Linked DNA regions of Mus musculus: regions 2, 3 and 4 are each linked to region 1. Evidence: chromatin contacts called from public HiChIP or PLAC-seq and promoter capture Hi-C data. All regions are on one chromosome and are shown on one strand. Each heading gives the region's core, a stretch centred on a gene start, on an enhancer-like site or on the middle of the called end of the contact. The rest is flanking DNA. Distances are from core to core; before and after follow the strand shown. Region 1 holds the start of Rpa2 (replication protein A2). Region 2 holds the start of Zdhhc18 (zinc finger, DHHC domain containing 18). Region 3 holds the start of Wdtc1 (WD and tetratricopeptide repeats 1). Region 4 overlaps Wdtc1 (WD and tetratricopeptide repeats 1).

What was found. Promoter capture Hi-C pulls out the DNA fragments that hold promoters and counts their contacts. HiChIP or PLAC-seq counts read pairs in DNA pulled down with a chosen protein or histone mark.
Region 2: a contact with region 1 is called in a promoter capture Hi-C map of liver, with 2.3 times the contacts expected there. The contact joins the promoter of Zdhhc18 here to the promoter of Rpa2 in region 1. A contact is called at or near these places in 1 of 39 promoter capture datasets (liver) and 1 of 115 datasets of contacts at active chromatin or transcription factors (microglia).
Region 3: a promoter capture Hi-C map of neutrophils shows a contact between it and region 1, with 3 times the contacts expected there. The contact joins the promoter of Wdtc1 here to the promoter of Rpa2 in region 1. A contact is called at or near these places in 4 of 39 promoter capture datasets (the C10 cell line, hippocampal neurons, liver and 1 more), 1 of 115 datasets of contacts at active chromatin or transcription factors (kidney) and 2 of 9 other capture datasets (liver and pancreatic islet).
Region 4: a contact with region 1 is called in an H3K27ac HiChIP or PLAC-seq map of double positive thymocytes, with 4 times the contacts expected there. The contact joins the enhancer-like site here to the promoter of Rpa2 in region 1. A contact is called at or near these places in 2 of 484 Hi-C or Micro-C datasets (embryonic stem cells and uterus), 1 of 115 datasets of contacts at active chromatin or transcription factors (double positive thymocytes) and 3 of 9 other capture datasets (adipose tissue, embryonic stem cells and liver).

The regions. Positions count from the first base shown.
Region 1 is chr4:132,766,998-132,769,660 of GRCm38.p6, reverse strand. Rpa2 (replication protein A2) reads right to left here and starts at 1,301. Exons shown (of 9, transcript NM_011284.3): 1 at 1,195-1,301; 2 at 875-981. The coding sequence starts at 1,204.
Region 2 is chr4:133,632,080-133,634,742 of GRCm38.p6, reverse strand. Zdhhc18 (zinc finger, DHHC domain containing 18) reads left to right here and starts at 1,314. Exons shown (of 8, transcript NM_001017968.2): 1 at 1,314-1,664. The coding sequence starts at 1,354.
Region 3 is chr4:133,338,010-133,340,672 of GRCm38.p6, reverse strand. It overlaps Wdtc1 (WD and tetratricopeptide repeats 1), which reads left to right and starts at 1,358. Exons shown (of 16, transcript NM_199306.4): 1 at 1,358-1,677.
Region 4 is chr4:133,295,559-133,298,221 of GRCm38.p6, reverse strand. Wdtc1 (WD and tetratricopeptide repeats 1) reads left to right here. Exons shown (of 16, transcript NM_199306.4): 13 at 567-802; 14 at 1,629-1,806. Among named protein-coding and RNA genes, the nearest start is that of Tmem222, 19 kb to the right of the region's middle. Within about 2 kb of position 1,336, at least 71 of the 459 cell types and tissues checked have an H3K27ac peak or open chromatin away from gene starts, as enhancers often do. A contact at or near this core is called in double positive thymocytes and uterus, where this site is marked.

The DNA.
Region 1 (2,663 bases), core at 52-2,551:
AATGACAAGCAGAAAAAGGACTACGAAGATGCTCTAGGTTTCTTGATAAAATGGAAGAAGTTAGAAGTATAGCTTCTTTTAGGAGATATTCTGGCAACCAGATGGCAGTCTCTGCAGAAAACCTGGTGAGTTTCGTCAAGCTGCTCATCTTTGGGCATCTTAACAGGAGAGTCAGATGGAGTGGGCAGAGGAGCATCTAGCAAAGACACTTGCCTCTCAAGCCACCTACGAGCAATGTAGTTTGTTTGTTTTTTAAGAAAGGATCTTTTTGGGCTGGAGAGATGGCTCAGCGGTTAAGAGCACTGACTGCTCTTCCAGAGGTCCTGAGTTCAATTCCCAGCAACCATACGGTGGCTCACAACCATCTGTAGTGGTATCTGATGCCCTCTTCTGGTGTGTCTGAAGACAACTACAGTGTACAGGCAGGTGGATCTCTGAGTTCCAGGCCAGCCAGAGCTACAAACACCTCCAAAACACTTGGTCATACAATGAATATGTACGAGGCAGAAAAAGCCCAGCAGATTAAGGCTTAGCGTGTCCTTCCTGTCAGTTACCAACAGGAAACAACCCCAAACCTGTTCTGAACACAGTGGACTCTTGTTCTTCAGGGATTTTTGTGCCCTGGGGACAGCGATATTAAACTCTACTAAAGCATACTTTCGAGTGGTAGGGCCAGGAAAATGGAGGCCGGGCGAACCACTGCAGGCTTGCCAAACAATAAAATAATAAAAACCCTGTTCCCCACTTGACCATACAAAAGACAAGGTAGGTAACGGACAGCTTCTGACACCTTGGGGTGTGCCACCCTCCCGCACGAAAACACGTTCCCTCCTGGCCAGGACACAAATGAGAACGGAGCCGTCAGTCTACGTACCGATTTCTTCTCCGCCTGCGACGGTGTGGGCGACCCGAAGCCACCGGGGGACTGCGTGTAGCCGCCTGCTCCGCCATAGGTGGAGCTGCTGAAGCTTTCGAATCCGCCTGCGGGGAACGACCGTCGTCAGAGTCTGCGCTGCGCTCCCCATCTCTATACCTGGCGACCGCTGTCCCCACCGCCCCAGCCGCGACAATCCCCCTGCCACCCCGCGAACGCCGCCGAGCCCGCCTCGGGCCTCTCGCTCCGTCCCGGCCTTCCTGCGCCAGACTCGCCCACTCCCAACACCCTCGCGTGACTCTCCCCACGCCCGCCATTACTATTCCACATCCTGGTCGCAGTTCTCCGGAGAGAGCGGCCCAAGACGCTCGGACACGAAAACTAAGAACACTTGGGAACTCTGTGCCGCTCTGGCGTGGCAGCCTTCTGGCTACTTTGCACTGGCGCCACAAACTCCTTCCCGCGAAGGGACAGCCAATCAGCGCCCTGGACACATTTACCTTCAGCCAATCAGAACTCATGAGTCCCCTCCTTTTTTTTTCGGTATCAAGGCCAAGCTTAGGAAAAACACCCGGCCCCAAGAAGGAATGGAAGCATGCGCGGCCATCTTTACTGAGGGCAAATTTCCGATAGGACAGTATTCAAGAAAACAACCAATCAAAACGATACTTCCGGGGCCATCCTCAAGCATTCTTCACACACACCCCATCTCCGTCGCATGCAACCCTACATCACTTCCGCCGCTCGCTAGCCCCCTTTTCCCGCCAAACTGCTAGTTTTCTGCTCTTCCAGAACTCCCGAGTTCAATTCCCAGCAACCACATGGTGGATCACAACCATCTATAATGGGATCTGCTGTCCTCTTCTGGTGTGTCTGAAGATAGTGATATTGTATTCATAAATAAATACCTGCGTGATGGTGGAAGGAGAGGCTCAACTGTTAATCCCACTGAAGATGAGTAGAAATGATTAAACAATTTTTGGTCAAATTAAGCAAGCTTAATTTTGTCAGAGATGGCTATCTCGCTAAACTGGGGTTTTGAGAAAACAGCATCGCCGGGCAGTGGTGGCACAGACCTTTAATCCCAGCATTTAGGAGGCAGAGGCAGGAGGATTTCTGAGTTCGAGGCCAGCCTGGTCTACAGAGTGAGTTCCAGGACAGCCAAGGCTACACAGAGAAACCCTGTCTCGAAAAAACAAAACAAATACAAAATGAGAAAACAGCATCGAACACAAGAGGTGAGGTTTATATAACCCCCAAAACTGCAAGAATATGGACATTTTCAAGGGTTATGTAGGCACTTGGTCGAACATTTCAGCATTATTTGGCAGAACGTCTATCAGACTGAAATCAGGGTATAGGGTGTGGAACCTGTCGAAATTCAGAAAGTTGGTCAAGACCTGGTCAAATTAAGTTTTATAGAAAAGAGGAATGGACTTATTTTGGTAGTATGATAAGATGGCTTCAGAACTTAAGGTGGAGTCAGGCTGCTCCATCACAACTCCTACAAGTTGTCCTCTACACACACACACACAAGCACACACTCCAGCACACATGTTCATACGCACACACAGGCTTGTATCCAGGGCATAGATAACATGTTCATGTTTTCAAAGAAAGAAACCCTACCTGGGGGAGGGGTTGGCACACGCCTTTAACCCCAACACTTGGGAGGTGGAGGCAGGTGGATCTCTGTGAATTTGAGGCCAGCTTGGTCTACAGTGTGAGTTCTAGGACAGTCAAGGCTGCACAGGGAAACCCTGTCTTGAAGAAAAAAAAAAGAAAACAA
Region 2 (2,663 bases), core at 65-2,564, 870 kb before region 1:
TCAGACCCCAGCATCTACCTAACCATTTAGGTATCTTACAGTGAACTTCGGCTCTGAAGGATCTGAGACCTTCTTCAGGCCTCCATGCATACGTAGGCCTGCCCTCTCGGTCTCCCCACGTGCACGTTCAGTCACACAAACACAAATGATCTGTCTTAGGGCAGGTGGAGCAGCTCAGTGCTAGAGACAGGGGTTGCCCAGCTGGTGAGGTCCTGGGTGGGATACTCAAGTATCCCAAAAGCAAAACAATCCCTGTTCTTTTGTTTTGTTTTTCGAGACAGGGTTTCTCTGTGTAGCCCTGGCTGTTCTGGAACTCACTCTGTAGACCTGGCTGGCCTCGAACTTAGAAATTCGCCTGCCTCTGCCTCCCAAGTGCTGGGAGTAAAGGCGTGGGCCACCATAGCCAGCTAGCAATCCCTGTTTTCACAAATGGATGCTAAACTCTCCTTGTCAGGTTCAGGAAGTGCACAAGTCCTTCAGAGAAACCTCGCTGGTGAGCCACTGCAATGAGCTCTAGTAACTTTGGGTGGAGTTTCAGCAAAACTCCCAGGCCTCCAGTCACATCACGAGAAATAAGTTCCACCATCAACTTGAATGGTTTGCAAGGAGGCTGGACCCCATTTGCTCCAGATAAGACTGCCTGATTTAGCCCTATGAGCTTTGGGGGTGATGCATGTAAAAGAATTTGCTAAAATATTTCTGGACTTCCGACCTGAGTCCTAGAAAATATAGTGTGCGCGTGTGTGTGTGTGTTTTCAGCTGAAACAGGGACTCACTTGTAGCCCAGCTCGTTGCAAATTCACCTTGGACCTTGGCCTGAAGGTCCTTGAACCCTACTTGTCTCAGTCACCAGGAGTTAGCCCACCCCAGTTCCTGGTTGGTTAGGTCTGTTGTGAAAACACCCACCTGAAAAAAGTTTGGGGCCCTTAGGCATGATCTCCATTTGGGGATTATCTAGAACCCAGGGTTGAACCTAGGACAGCAGGGAGGGAAAGACTAAAGGATATTTCACTCACACCCCTTTAGACACTCGGAACTTTCAAAGCACCCTTACCAGCTTGCCCTCAGAGGTGGGCGAGCCTGGAGTGCCTGAGCTGTCCCCTGAATCTCTGACTCCTAAGGCAGGGTCTGAGAGCACCGGCAGCTGAGGGAGCCCTGGAGGCCGCATCTGCAGAGCCCGGGCTGGGCGCAGGAGGCGCTGCGGAGCGAGCCGGGGGCGGGGCGGCAGCGGAGAGGCCAACCCGAGCGAGCCTGCCTGCCCGCCCGCCAGCGCCGCGCGCGCCGCCGCCACCTCCGCTGCTCGGCCCGGTCCCGGAGCGGCCGGGCGCGGAGCCGAGGCCCGCGGCCGGCCGCATGAAGGACTGCGAGTACCAGCAGATAAGCCCCGGGGCCGCCCCGCCGCCCGCCTCCCCCGGGGCGCGTCGCCCCGGCCCCGCCGCGCCCCCTGCTCCAAGCCCCGGGCCCGCGCCTGGCGCGCCGCGCTGGAGCGGCAGCGGCAGCGGCAGCGGGAGCCTGGGCCGCCGGCCCCGGCGTAAGTGGGAGGTGTTCCCGGGCCGCAACCGCTTCTACTGCGGAGGCCGGCTCATGCTGGCCGGCCACGGCGGCGTCTTCGCGCTCACGCTGCTGCTCATCCTCAGCACCACCATCCTCTTCTTCGTCTTCGAGTGAGTTCGCCCACCCCCACCCCGGCACTGCGTCCCCGGCCGCCGCTCCTTCCCCGCCCGCATCCGTGAGCCCTCGGGCCTCCGCCCGCCGCCCCGGAACCCCGGAACCCCTTCTCGCCACCCGGACCTTGGGTGCCCCGCCCGGGTCACCAGCTTTTGCCGGGTCCCTCAGGTCCACCTGCGGTCACTCACTGGCTGGTTCTTGCCTATCCCAGGCTCTTTCTGACCCTTCTAGGCGTCTTTCATTCCTGTCCTCAGACAAGTAAGTTTTTGTGTCCTTTGGCTGTGGACACCCTACCATGAATTTTTCTAGGCGTCCTCTCAAGTCCCTCCAAGGTTCTACAGGGTCCTGGCTCCCACACCCGCTTTCCCTCAGTCATGGTCACCCTAGGCCCGGAGGCAGTCCTCCCTAAAGCATCTCTGGGCCTCTCAGACAGGCCCTTCTCTCTCCAGCACTTTCCTTAGTTTCTCCAAAGCTTCTTCCCGACGCTCTCTTAGCTCCCTAGTCCTCTAGGTGTCTCCCACCCTGCCCTGTCTCTTTCCCCTCCGGACACTCTGCATCCCTCGGTGGCGGTCCACCACCGGGACAGCGGGCGGCATCAAGATCCTTTTCAGGAAAGAGACCTGAGTGCTTTCACACGGCCTGTCTTATTTGCCCCTATGGGCTTCTGACCTTTTCCCAGTGACCTAGGGTTGGCCTACACTGTAGCTCCGTTTTAGGACTGAAGGATGGAGGAGTGGCTGCTTATAGTTTTCTCGGGCCACTCATGCATCCAAAGTTTCCACCCACCCTCAGCCTCTAGCTGGAGTCACTTGCCCTGTGACTCCTTGAGGGCACATACACCCCCACTTGAACGCACCCGGGGTGAGTCCCACCTTTCCCTCCTACTTCTTCCTATTGGTTTCTTTTATTATTCATTATGGTTAAGAACTCCATCTCTGGCTCCAGTCCCAGCTCCACCTCCCACTAATTGTGTGGCCTGCAGGCAGTCATTTTAC
Region 3 (2,663 bases), core at 109-2,608, 570 kb before region 1:
GTATATGAGTACACTGTAGCTGTACAGATGGTTATGAACCCTCATGTAGTTGCTGGGAATTGAATTTAGGACCTTAGCTCACTCCAGTCAGCCCTGCTAGCTCCAGCCCAAAGATTCATTTATTATAAATAAGTACAATGTAACTGTCTTAGAGGCACCAGAAGAGGGCATCATATCTCATTATGGATGGTTATGAGCCACCAAGTGGTTGCTGGGATTTGAACTGAGGACCTTCGGAAGAGCAGTCAGTGCTCTTAACCGCTGAGCCATCTCTCCAACCCTGGACCAGCACTCTTAAGTGCTAAATGTTTGTACTTAGTCTCCAGCACTGCCTGGTTTCATTCCTTGTTTTCTAACCAGTTGTGTGACCCTGGGCTAGCATCTTTTTAACTACTTTATGCTTGTTTCTTCTTTTTAAAAACATAGGAACAATTGTATCTATCAAAGAGAGCATGCCCAATACAGTGAAAATAAAAGTGTTATTACTTAGACGTTGGCATACTGTGTATCTGCCACTCTAAGAGAAGAGAAATGTAAGGTGATTGCTTTTGAGTTGAAGCTCCTGGTCTCTCTCCCTTAAGTTATCTTTACTGCCACCTTTGTCACCTTGGAACTCCCTTAGAGAGGAGGGTGTCTCCGTTCTGACTTGGAGCTTGAAAGTCAGAAGAGCAATTACTTGGCTAGTATTAGATAGACCTTGTCTGCCATCGATCTGGGTTCCTAGAGCTCCCAGGTCACTCAACATAGGACCTTTTCCTTCCAGCACCTGAAGATTCGAGCATGGAACCTGTAACTTCAGCAGCCCCCTAGAGCAAGGAGCAGGCTGAGGCTTTGCTCTGGGAGGACTCAGGGTCTTAGCCTTAGGTGTCCCCTAATTTACAGCATCAAAAGCAATTTTGATGAGCTCTTAGCCCTTGGAGGGTCTGTACTGGACCTGGGAGAACATGTGGAATTGGGACTCAGAAAAGGTGTAGTGGGATGGGAGGTGCGTCCAGGTAACTAATGGTAACCGGGCGGGGCAAGTCCACGCCGCAGGACCTCTGCGATGGCGAAAAACTACGACTCCCATGATACTCCAGAGCTGAGCCCCGCTTTTCCGCCCGCCCACTGGCTGCCGTTCCCGCGAGCGGTGAAGCCGATTGGCCCCGGCGAAGTGGGGGGCTCCCCCGCTAGCAGGTTAGTGGGCGCCACCGGCAGCAGACGTTGACCGGGCGCGCGATGGAGGGGGGGTGAGGGTGGCAGAGAGGACTAGGGCCCGCGCTCACTATTCAGGAAACTGCCGAGCGCCATCGCCGTAGCGTAGCCGCGGACCGTGAGACGCGGGGCCGGCGCGGAGACTGCGTGGCGCAGGCGCAGTGCGGGACTTCTCCTGGGTCCCCAGACAGCTGGAGGAGATAAACAGAGGAGGAGGGAGGGGAGTGCGTGTGTGAGAGCGCGCGAGGGAGTGTGAGTGTGTGTGAGCGCGGGTGTGAGGCGGTGCGCAGGGGCGGGCGGAGGCGCTGTCCGGCCCCGGCCAGGCGCCGGGCGGGGAGCATGGGAAGAGGCTAGAGCTGCCCGGGTCCCCAGCCCCCTTCCCGGGATCCGCACCCCTGCTCCCGGGAGAGGGGCCGGGCCCCCCCGGACCGACATGGGCTCCTGAAGTTGCTCCGCTGCTGGTCCTGGGAAGAGACCTGACAGGTACGGGTCGCCGCCGCCCCATCCCCGCCGCAGATGTCGAGTCGGGGACCGGCTCCCAGAGCCCCGGCTCCGGGGCCGTCCGCTCTGGGCCGGCTCCCTGCTTGGGGGCCTGAGCCCGATCGCCTCGGGACTCCGGGGTGTCCCGGGAAGGGGTCAGGCCTCGGCGGCGAGGAAGGGCAGAAAGGGCCGGGGAAGGGAGGCTAGAAGAGGACTGGCTGGGAGGTCGGGGGAGGGGGTGGGGGAAGGCTGTAGGAGTCCCGCAGGCTCCACCGGGGCAGAGGTAGAAGTCGTCCTATCACGGGACTTTTATTTATTTATTTTTTGCGGAGTTTTTGACATCTGATCTGGCGCCGATCGCACTCAGGAAGAAAGGGGCAGGTGGAAGTTTCAAGAGGTCAATGACCTGGTCTGCTCTTTCCGTGTCTCTCTGCCTCTCTTTCCCTCTCTTGCTCTCTGTTTCTGTCACCCCATACTCCTTTTCTTTCTTTCTCTCCTTCTCCTTCCTCTCTCTCTCTCTCTCTCTCTCTCTCTCTATAGAGAGAGAGAGAGAGAGAGAGAGAGAGAGAGAGAGAGAGAGAGAAAGAGAGTGAGTTTTCAGGCTTCTGGCAGTCGCAGATGCCTTCAGTGGCTCATCCTGGCACCAAACTGAACTTTGCCAAGGTGTTTGCATCATCGACTGTAGCGCTAAGTACAAAGGGTCTCTGCTTGGGAGTGGGCTATTAGTACCCACTTCAAAGGGTAAATAAGAATCGGTAGAGATAAACTGCAAACCCGCAGGATCTCTTTCTGAAAAGCTTTAGTGGAGCGTCCCGTCCCACGCCCCACCCCCCACCCCCCATCCCAAGCCCGGTGATTGGAGTTTCTTGGCGACTTATGGTTTGCTCTCCGCTGCAGGTGCATTACCAGGACTAATAAGAATTAAAAAAAAAAAAGTATGAGGGTTTACATGCGATTTATCTGAGCAGTACAGACGATTTATCTTAGCA
Region 4 (2,663 bases), core at 87-2,586, 530 kb before region 1:
CAGTCAGGCCCCATCCTCCAGCCCCAGGAGGTGGAGGCCACAGCTGCTGCAGATCAGTCAGCCAGGACAGAGGGGGGTCTGGCTGAGGGCATGCTGGTCAGACCCTGAGTCCCTGGCCTAACACTTCTGGCTTCTCCAGGCCACAGAACTGTCCTTGAGGGCCCCCTGCCTTGGACATAGCTTTGAAGACCAGCAGGGGGATTTGAGGAGGTGGATGAAGGAAAAGAGAAGGAGGGCTTGGGGAGTCTGCGGTGGGCAGGATGCCAGGCCTTCTGCTGCAGAGCTGCGGGTGCCTGAGGTGAACAGTGCACAGTTGCAGCCTACGCCCAGCAGAGGGCAGCCCGACACTGCTCTTTACTCGCCAAGCCTCAGGCTCCTGGCTTGAGCCTCAGCTTACTCCTGCTCCCAGGGAGGGAGCAGTGGGCTTCGCCAAGGCTTCATCTCCTTATCTCCTCACCCTGAGGGTTGTCAGAGATGGCCTAGAAGTAGCCACAGAAGATGGTGGGAACCTTGTATCTGCCACAGGGCCTCTCTCACCTCTAAGCTATGTTCCTGTACCTTCTCAGGGACGGGGACCACTATGATGCCCTCCGGGACTGCCTCAAGGCCATCTCCCTAAACCCTTGCCACCTGAAGGCACACTTCCGTCTGGCCCGGTGCCTCTTTGAACTGAAGTATGTGGCCGAGGCTCTGGAGTGCCTGGATGACTTCAAAGGGAAGTTCCCAGAGCAGGCCCACAGCAGTGCATGTGACGCATTAGGCCGGGACATCACAGCTGCCCTTTTCTCCAAAAGTGATGGTGGTGAGTGTGTGCCCAGGAGACGCAGCTGTCCGTTCCCTACCCAGAAAGGCCCTGGCGCTTTGATCTAGAAGCCCTGGTTTCAGATGCTGATTATGAAACTCCATGGACTTAAGACAGTCTGACCCCTGAAACTCACTTTTCATGGCTGAAGAAGGAGACGGTCAGCATCTCCCAGTGAAACTCTGTTGAAAGTTAATGTTAGCATTCAAGGCACCAGGTAGAGCCCAGTCAGGCTGTGTGAGCTCTAGCTGGGCCTTCCCACCTGTCCCCAGACGGGCCTTGGCAGAGCACACTGGGCAGAGGCAAGTGCTGTTTGTTGTCTTTGTCTCAGTCTGGCCATGGGCAGCAGGCATGGTGTCTAGGACAGTGCCTTAGTTCTCAGCTTAGCTCTACCAGGTCGAACTGTGTGGCCATGGATCCAGCACAGCCTCCAAACCGGTCTTGTCTGCAAAGGGCACACCAAGCCTTCCCAGTGCCTCTGTAGATTTGTAGGACGAGCTGGGTCATGGTGACCAACTATGAGAGTCTCCAACTATGAGAACTATGTGGGATAGATCTCACTGGAGGCAGATAACTAGCCACGGGATTCGCTCATTCCATGAGTAGTGTTCAGGCTGACGCCAGCGATGCAAATTCCTACGGACTTCTCTTAGTTCTTGGGAGTAAACCTGGGGGCAGATGGCCTGGCATTGCCTGGTCTGGGTTGGAAACTGTAGCACAGGGGTAGAGGAGACACTGAGGGGGGGGGAGGGAAGGGAAGCCTCCCACCTCCCTCACATCTCTCCTTCCTCACCTCTTTCTCATCTCTCCTTGCTTTCGGCCCCAGAGGAGAAGAAGGCAGCTGGTGGTGGTGGTGGTCCAGTTCGCCTTCGAAGCACAAGTCGCAAGGACTCCATCTCAGAAGACGAAATGGTGCTACGGGAACGGAGCTACGACTATCAGTTCCGCTACTGTGGGCACTGCAACACCACCACGGATATCAAGGAGGCCAATTTCTTTGGCAGGTCTGAGGCCCTGAGCAGGAGGAGGGCACACATCCCAGTTGACAGCAGGGTTTGAGGGGTTGCGCCACGTGGGAGACATAATTTGAGGGTACTCGTGGTCTGGCACTGCCTCTATACCCTTAGGTTCCTCCAGTAGCCTCTGTTTGTTTGTCTGTACAGTGAAAGCAGCCACACCACTCGTGGAATCATAACAGACCGGGCTGAGCAGCATCAGTGCTGTGTTGGGAAGTTCCCTCTGCCCCTCCCCACTCTGTCCAGTGGCCCAGAGCTTGCTGGCTTTATCTGGACACTTGGAGCTTTTGTCTGCTCCTGAAAGGGAGGCTAGAACTATGAGGCTGGGCATCTGAGACCGTGCCCTGGGGACTAGGGGACACAGCCTGTGTTCTCAGACACTCCCACCCCAAACCCCACCCTTGCTTTGTTTATACCCTTTGGACTTACATCCAGAGGGTCTCTCTCCAAAACCCCCTCTGACTGTCAACAGTGTGAGAGGCCTATATTATGGATGAATGGACTTAGGATTTGCTAGTCGGCGTCCAAGAAGTTTTGGAGAGATAGATACAAGAGATGGCCCTACACCAGTGAGATAATAATGACCTCGTGGATACTGTCGTGCCACATTGGAGGGACCCAGACAGCACTGATGTTGGTTTTTTGTTGTTGTTGTTGTTCTGTTTTGTTTTTGTTTTTTGAGACAGGGTTTTATTGTGTAGCCCTGGCTGTCTTAGAACTCACTCTGTAGACCAGGCTAGCCTTAAAATCTCAAGAGATCTGCCTGCCTCTGCCTCCCAGGTGCTGGGATTGAAAGTGCACCACCATGCCCAGCAGCTGATGCTGGGTTTTCGTACAATCATGAC